2 separate regions of the Rattus norvegicus genome follow, and region 2 is linked to region 1. Evidence: chromatin contacts called from public Hi-C data. All regions are on one chromosome and are shown on one strand. The core of a region is the stretch at or near the end of the contact, and the rest is flanking DNA. Distances in the headings are between cores, read along the strand shown.

Region 1 (3,031 bases), core at 49-2,548:
CCACTATCGCCAAACAACTCTAAATCTAAACTCTTACTTCTCATGACAATACCACAATTCAGGACATTTGATAATTTTAAGATATACCAATTTACTAGAGTTAGATTTGGCAGTTAAAGTTAACAGTTCATTTTACGGTATTCTTAATATACGTTTTATGATCTTTCATGGTAAATTTGCTAATTTGTTAATGTCAGGCTAGAAGTATCTTACCTACATGTGTAAACAAGTTATGCTGCCAAAAACGAAAACTGTACACTTGATATAATTACTCATAACAAGATGTTATATCCTCACCTATAGAGTCCGGCAGCTGTTGCAACATATTGGATGATAGTAAGAGGTCCTCGAGGGCTTCACATCCAGAAATATCCATGTCAACCGTTTCTATCCTGTTTTTTGACATATCCAGGTATACCAACATCTTTAACTTCCCTATAGACTTGAAGACAGTGCATAAACTCAGGGTTAGTTGGGGGAACTTTCATAAGGTTCTTGAAGCTGTAAAAACCACAATGAAATTAATTTTAATGCCACCACAGCAATAGGAAGGGTATGGAAGCATTGATCAAATGTACACTGGTTGGAAATGGTTATGACTGTATCCATTTGGAAACACAGAAACCCTATGTGACCTACATACCTCTAGACCTATTCTGCAGAACAAAGCCACATGTGCACAAAAATGGTCATGGATACATTATTCACAGCAGCTAATCCTACCTCAGTGACTGCATAGGAAGGCAAAAGTGGCCTGCCCACAGAATGGATGTTATTTGGCAGTAACAGTGAGTGAAGTGTTGAAATGTGCTTCAAAATAGATGAACTTTGAAAGGTGCAAGTCACAAAAACCCACACAGCATAGATCATATGCAATCTCCGAAACTGATAAATTTATAGACAGAAAGTAGAGAAGATTGCCAAAGATTTAGGATTTCTTTTAAGGGTGATGGAAATGTTCTAAAGTTAGGTTATGATGGTGTTTATAGAACATTGTGAGTCTGCTAAAAAATCTGCCGAGTTGTAAATGCCTGTGAATTATATCTCACTGCAGTGGTTATAGATAAATTCTGAGTCAATGCACAGTCAGAGCACAACAGTTCTCAAAGTTGCCAATGGAGCACTGAGCATTGCATATTTTCCTTAAGGTTCAGATGTCTCTGAAATAATTAGAATTATATTTTGGACATGATTCTGCTAATTAGAGTATGGGAGGCAAGGAGGGCTTTATAGATAAGGACTAGGGGAACCTGAAGTGTTAAATACACAGGGTTGTTCCTTCAAAGAAAGGAGTTCACAGCCTGTCATCCACCCAGAAGCCTGGAAAAAGATATTAATAGCCTGGTTACCTTTGTGAGATCTTTGTGGGTAAGACTACACTGGACCCTTATCATAAGCTTGTTTTTCTCAGTCAATCTAGAGAACCCGTCTGTATGGAGGTGTCAACTCTACAAAGAGTTTTGATGTAGAATATTTGATCTTTATTTAAATTACTTTGTTCTTCAAAGAGATTTATGTTTGCTTTATTGTGAATGTTGAACTGAGTTAATTATCACCTGGGAAGTTTTCACCAAATTGTGCTTTGCTTAAATATACCTAAAGTAAGCTACTCAGGGTCAGACTCCCAAAATTTGAACCAACATTAAGGTTCTTAATCATACTGAACTGAACTGCTTTCTTCCTTCCCACAGATCATTACTCTGCTGGCCATGCTGGTCACAGAGACCCCTGTATTAGAGTTTCAACATTCTGCTCGTTCACTCTCCATTTCTGAGACTCCCTTTTATATACTACTATTTGTGTTATTTATTGCAGACAACACCATGAGCCAGGCAGCAATGTCTGGGAAGACATAGATGAAGTCAAAGGCATTTTAAGTTTTTGAAACGAATTGTCATTGTGAAGGACAGGCTGGTTTTCAACTCAAAAACATTTCTGTTCCCTTTTTCCAAGGACTTTGATCATAACTACTCAACACCATAATTGTCAAAAACAAGGTTTTTGTCTTTAGGGAAGTTTTTACATTAGTGAGGGCAACATCCAAAGAAACAATTAGAAACACTCTTTATAGGTGAATGAAAATTCACATGGGAAATAGCACAGAAGAAAGGAGAGAGAGAAAAGACTGTACAACAATTGTTATTTGTCAAGAAAGTGGAAATTCAAAGGTATTGAGATGGTTCAGTGAGTAAAGTGCCTGCTGTAAAAGCCTGGAGACCCTAGCTCAATTCATGCTGAAACCAGGCATACTGGCAAATGCTCACACTCCAAGTGTTAGGGAAGCAGAGATAGACCTGTTACACATAGAGCCGGTCTAGCTGAGCTAGTGAGCTCTAGGTATAGCAAGAGATGCTGTCTCAAAAATAAGATGGAGACTAATTGAGAAAGACATCTAACATCTATCTCAGGACTCTGCATGTGTGTGCGTGCACCATTTCTTATACAGAATCTCAGCATTCGTGGATTTTGGTCTGTGATAAACAGAATCTTGGAAGAATCCCCTAGACACCAAGGAGCTACTGACAAAAGGATAGAGTATTTTGTCTGTATAGTAGCTAGATCCCCAAGGTAGTGAACATGAGGAGGAAGAAAGATGGGCTCAAGAAAATGTGAAGTCAAATCAAGGATTTCTGACTGACTGTATAGGGGTGGGAGGGTCAGCTTCTACCTGTGGTCACTCAACTTGTAGGTGGACAACAGGAGACAGCTGGGTGAAAGCTTCCATTTTTCTTTAGTTTCGGGATGTTTGTAGGTAAGTGCCTCATACATTTTGGTGGCTTCGAAGTTCACTAATTTGATCAACTTATGGACACCTTATCATTTGTCTGTATTTACTCGACGGAGTCTAAATAAGCCAGCAAAAATTAATCAACTTGATTGGCACTGAGCTAAGGGTTTTATATATTTCTAACCTAACATTCTATATTCATATAATGCAATTTGCAACCAGACCAGCTACAGTGACCCCCCATCCCTGCATTTCCCTGGGCCTGCTAGGAAAGCAGATTCTCCAGCCCATCTTAGAGCCACT
Region 2 (2,985 bases), core at 121-2,620, 860 kb after region 1:
AAATTTGGCAATTCTTAAATTACTAATAACTGATATATGACCTCATATTCCCTGTTTCCAAACCAACTTTTTTAATTATTTATTTGTATTTATATGAGTACATTGTAACTGTCTTTAGACACAAACTAGAAGAGGGCATAGGATTCCATTACAGATGGTTGTGAGCCACCATGTAGTTGCTGGGAATTGAACTCAGGAACTCTGAAAGAGCAATCAATGCTCTTAATCGCTGAGCCATCTCTCCAGCCCCCAAACCAACATTTAACAGTCACTAATAGTCAATTGAAATGCAAATAATAAACAAATCTGTGGAATATACATGTGATTGGCAAGTAATTGTTGTTATTGATGATGAATTAGATAGAGAAATGGAAGCATTGATAAGTCAAAAATCACAGAGTTGATGGAGCACCAGCTAACAGAACAGTTTTCCTGTGACCTGAGTGTCTCCTCAAATTTTGAGCAAAAGCTCCTTTATTTGACAATGGAAATCATTTAGAAAATGTTTCTTCTTTCTGAGGACCCTGCCATGAAACCTAACAGACCTCACAGAATGCTATAACTTATGAGAAACCCAAATGAGCTAAGTCTAATGAACTATCTACCTTCATATTGGAAAGTGCAGTTGGAAAAGATCTAACTGCAATTCTCCAAAAAACACTGTACAGCAAATGAAAGATAGGGGTGGGGTATGGGTGCTTTTCATTCTGGTACATTCAGAAATTTTGTTTTAACCTTAAATCTCATGATCTTGTACTTAAATGCCAAGCATAAAATTGCCATAGCACCGTGTTCTTACCCTTGAGAGGGACATTGGTTTTAAGCTTCTGATTTTGGCTTTGTGTTGTAGCATGTAGAGAACAATGCCCTCTCAATTATCTGAAAGGAATACTGTGCATGTAGATTTCCAATACACCCACACCCCAGAGATAATGCCAGGGAGCTAATCAAATGCTTTTCTGCCTGCACAACTGTGATACCCAAAGCTGCTAGGAGCATCATTTTTAGACATCCGTGGGAGGGATTCTTTTTGTAATTCCACATTTCGTCTACTCCCACCACATGTCTAGGCTTTGCCTTCCAGAGGCACTGCTACACTTTCAGAGATTTCCCTTTTTCTCCCCTACCTCTTCTCTTCTCTTTGCTCCATACCATCCTCCTCAACTCCCTGCCAAGGACTGGGCTTCTGGGTTAAGTGGCCCTCTAGTGTTAACAGCTGATGTTTTAAGAACTAACAGAACTCTTGTCTGCCAGTGGATCCAGTTCCCCAACTGGGCTGCTTTGTCAGGCACAAAGATGTCCTGCAGTGATTTGATGTGGTTGGTTGGTACTCAGGAGGTCCTCCTCCTTCTCAGAGGAGAAGGGAAGAGGAGGTGGGGTAAGGGACTGTGTGTTGGGGAAAGGGGGCTGGGTGGAGAGGAGTGACTGAGATCCAATGTCAGCCAGTCCTTTCTCTACTCCTAGTATTCCCTCTGGTAAGTTCTCCTCCCATTCCACCTTCCCCTTCTCTTTTGAAGGAAGCCATTCTGGATATCACCCAACCCCGACTAAATTCTCTCCCATGGAGGCCAGACGAGGCAGTCCATTTAGGGACATAGGATCCACAGACAGGCAGACAGGCAACAAGCTCTGGGACAGCCCCTGCTACAGTTGTTAGAGGCCCTGTATGAAGACCAAGTGCTCATCTGCTACATATGTGCAGGGGGCCTAGGTCCAGCCTGTGCTTGATCTTTAATTGATGATTCAGTCTCTGGGAGCCCCCAACGCTCCATGTTAGATGACGCTGTCAGTCTTCCTGTGGAGTTCCTGTCCTCTTTGGGTCCCTCAATACTTCTTTCACCTCTTCCATTAAGACTCCCAGAGGTCCATCTAATGTTTTGGTGAGAGTCTCTGCAGCTCTTTCCATTGGCTGCTGGGTAGATCCTCTCAGAAGACAATGGTTCTAGGTTCCTGTCTGGGAGCATAACAAAATATCATTAATAGTGTTGAGGATTCATTCTTGCCCATCGGATATGTCTATATTTAGGCCAGTCATTGGTTGGCCATTCCTTCAGTCTCTGCTCTATCATTGTCACTGTATATCTTGTAGGCAGGACACATTTTGGGTTAAAGTGTTGTGTGTGGGTTGCTGTCCTTATCCCTACACTAGTTGGCTACAGTGAGTGGCCACATCAGGATCCATATCCCCCATTGATAAGAGCCTTAGCTAGAGTTGCCCCATAGATCCTCTGGGTCCTCTGTCAATCCCAGGTCTCTGCATGTCCTAAAGATTGCCCACTTCTACTACAACCACTCCTTTCTCTCTCTCTTGCTCTCCCTACATATGATCTTCTCCCTACCCCTGACACCCTTCCCATTCCCTGTTCTACACAGGGTTCACTCATACACAGAAGTTCCCTTTATCCTTCCATGGGCCTAAATCTATTTAGTTTCCCCTTCTGAGAAAGATTCAATCATCCTTTTTTGGTTGCTCCTTGTTACTTGGCTTCTTTAGGTCTGATGATTATAGTATGACTATCCTGTACTTTACAACTAATATCCACTTACAAGTGCATAGGTATCATGCATCTCCTTTTGGGTCTGGGTTACCTCACTCAGGATAATATTTTCTTGTTCCATCTTTTGCTTGTGAAATTCACAATGTCTTTGTTTTTAATAACTCTATAGTATTCTATTGTGTAGATGTACCACATTTTCCTTACACATTCTTCCATTGAGAAACATCATGGTTAATTCCAATTTCTGGCTATTATGAATAAAGCTGCCATGCCCATAGTGGAACAAATATCCTTGTGGTATGGTGGACTATATTTTGGGTATATGCCCCAGAGTGGTATAGCTGGGTCTTGAGGTAGAACTATTCCCAATCTTCTGAAAAACTGCCAAATGATTTTTAGACTGTTTGTACAAGTTAGCATATTCACCAACAGTGGAGGAACATTCCCCTTCTTTCACAATCTTGCCATCATGTGGTGTCCTTTGAGT

What was found. Hi-C and Micro-C count contacts between places; a contact is called where the count stands out from the background.
Region 2: a Hi-C map of the A7r5 cell line shows a contact between it and region 1, with 2.3 times the contacts expected there. The contact joins two enhancer-like sites. A contact is called at or near these places in 2 of 12 Hi-C or Micro-C datasets (the A7r5 cell line and frontal cortex).

What each region holds. Positions count from the first base shown.
Region 1 is chr2:249,911,708-249,914,738 of GRCr8, forward strand. Lrrc7 (leucine rich repeat containing 7) reads right to left here. Exons shown (of 27, transcript NM_057142.2): 11 at 298-442. Among named protein-coding and RNA genes, the nearest start is that of Trnaa-agc26, 13 kb to the left of the region's middle. Within about 2 kb of position 1,299, at least 2 of the 93 cell types and tissues checked have an H3K27ac peak or open chromatin away from gene starts, as enhancers often do.
Region 2 is chr2:250,766,876-250,769,860 of GRCr8, forward strand. No RefSeq gene overlaps it. Among named protein-coding and RNA genes, the nearest start is that of Lrrc7, 470 kb to the left of the region's middle. Within about 2 kb of position 1,371, at least 19 of the 93 cell types and tissues checked have an H3K27ac peak or open chromatin away from gene starts, as enhancers often do.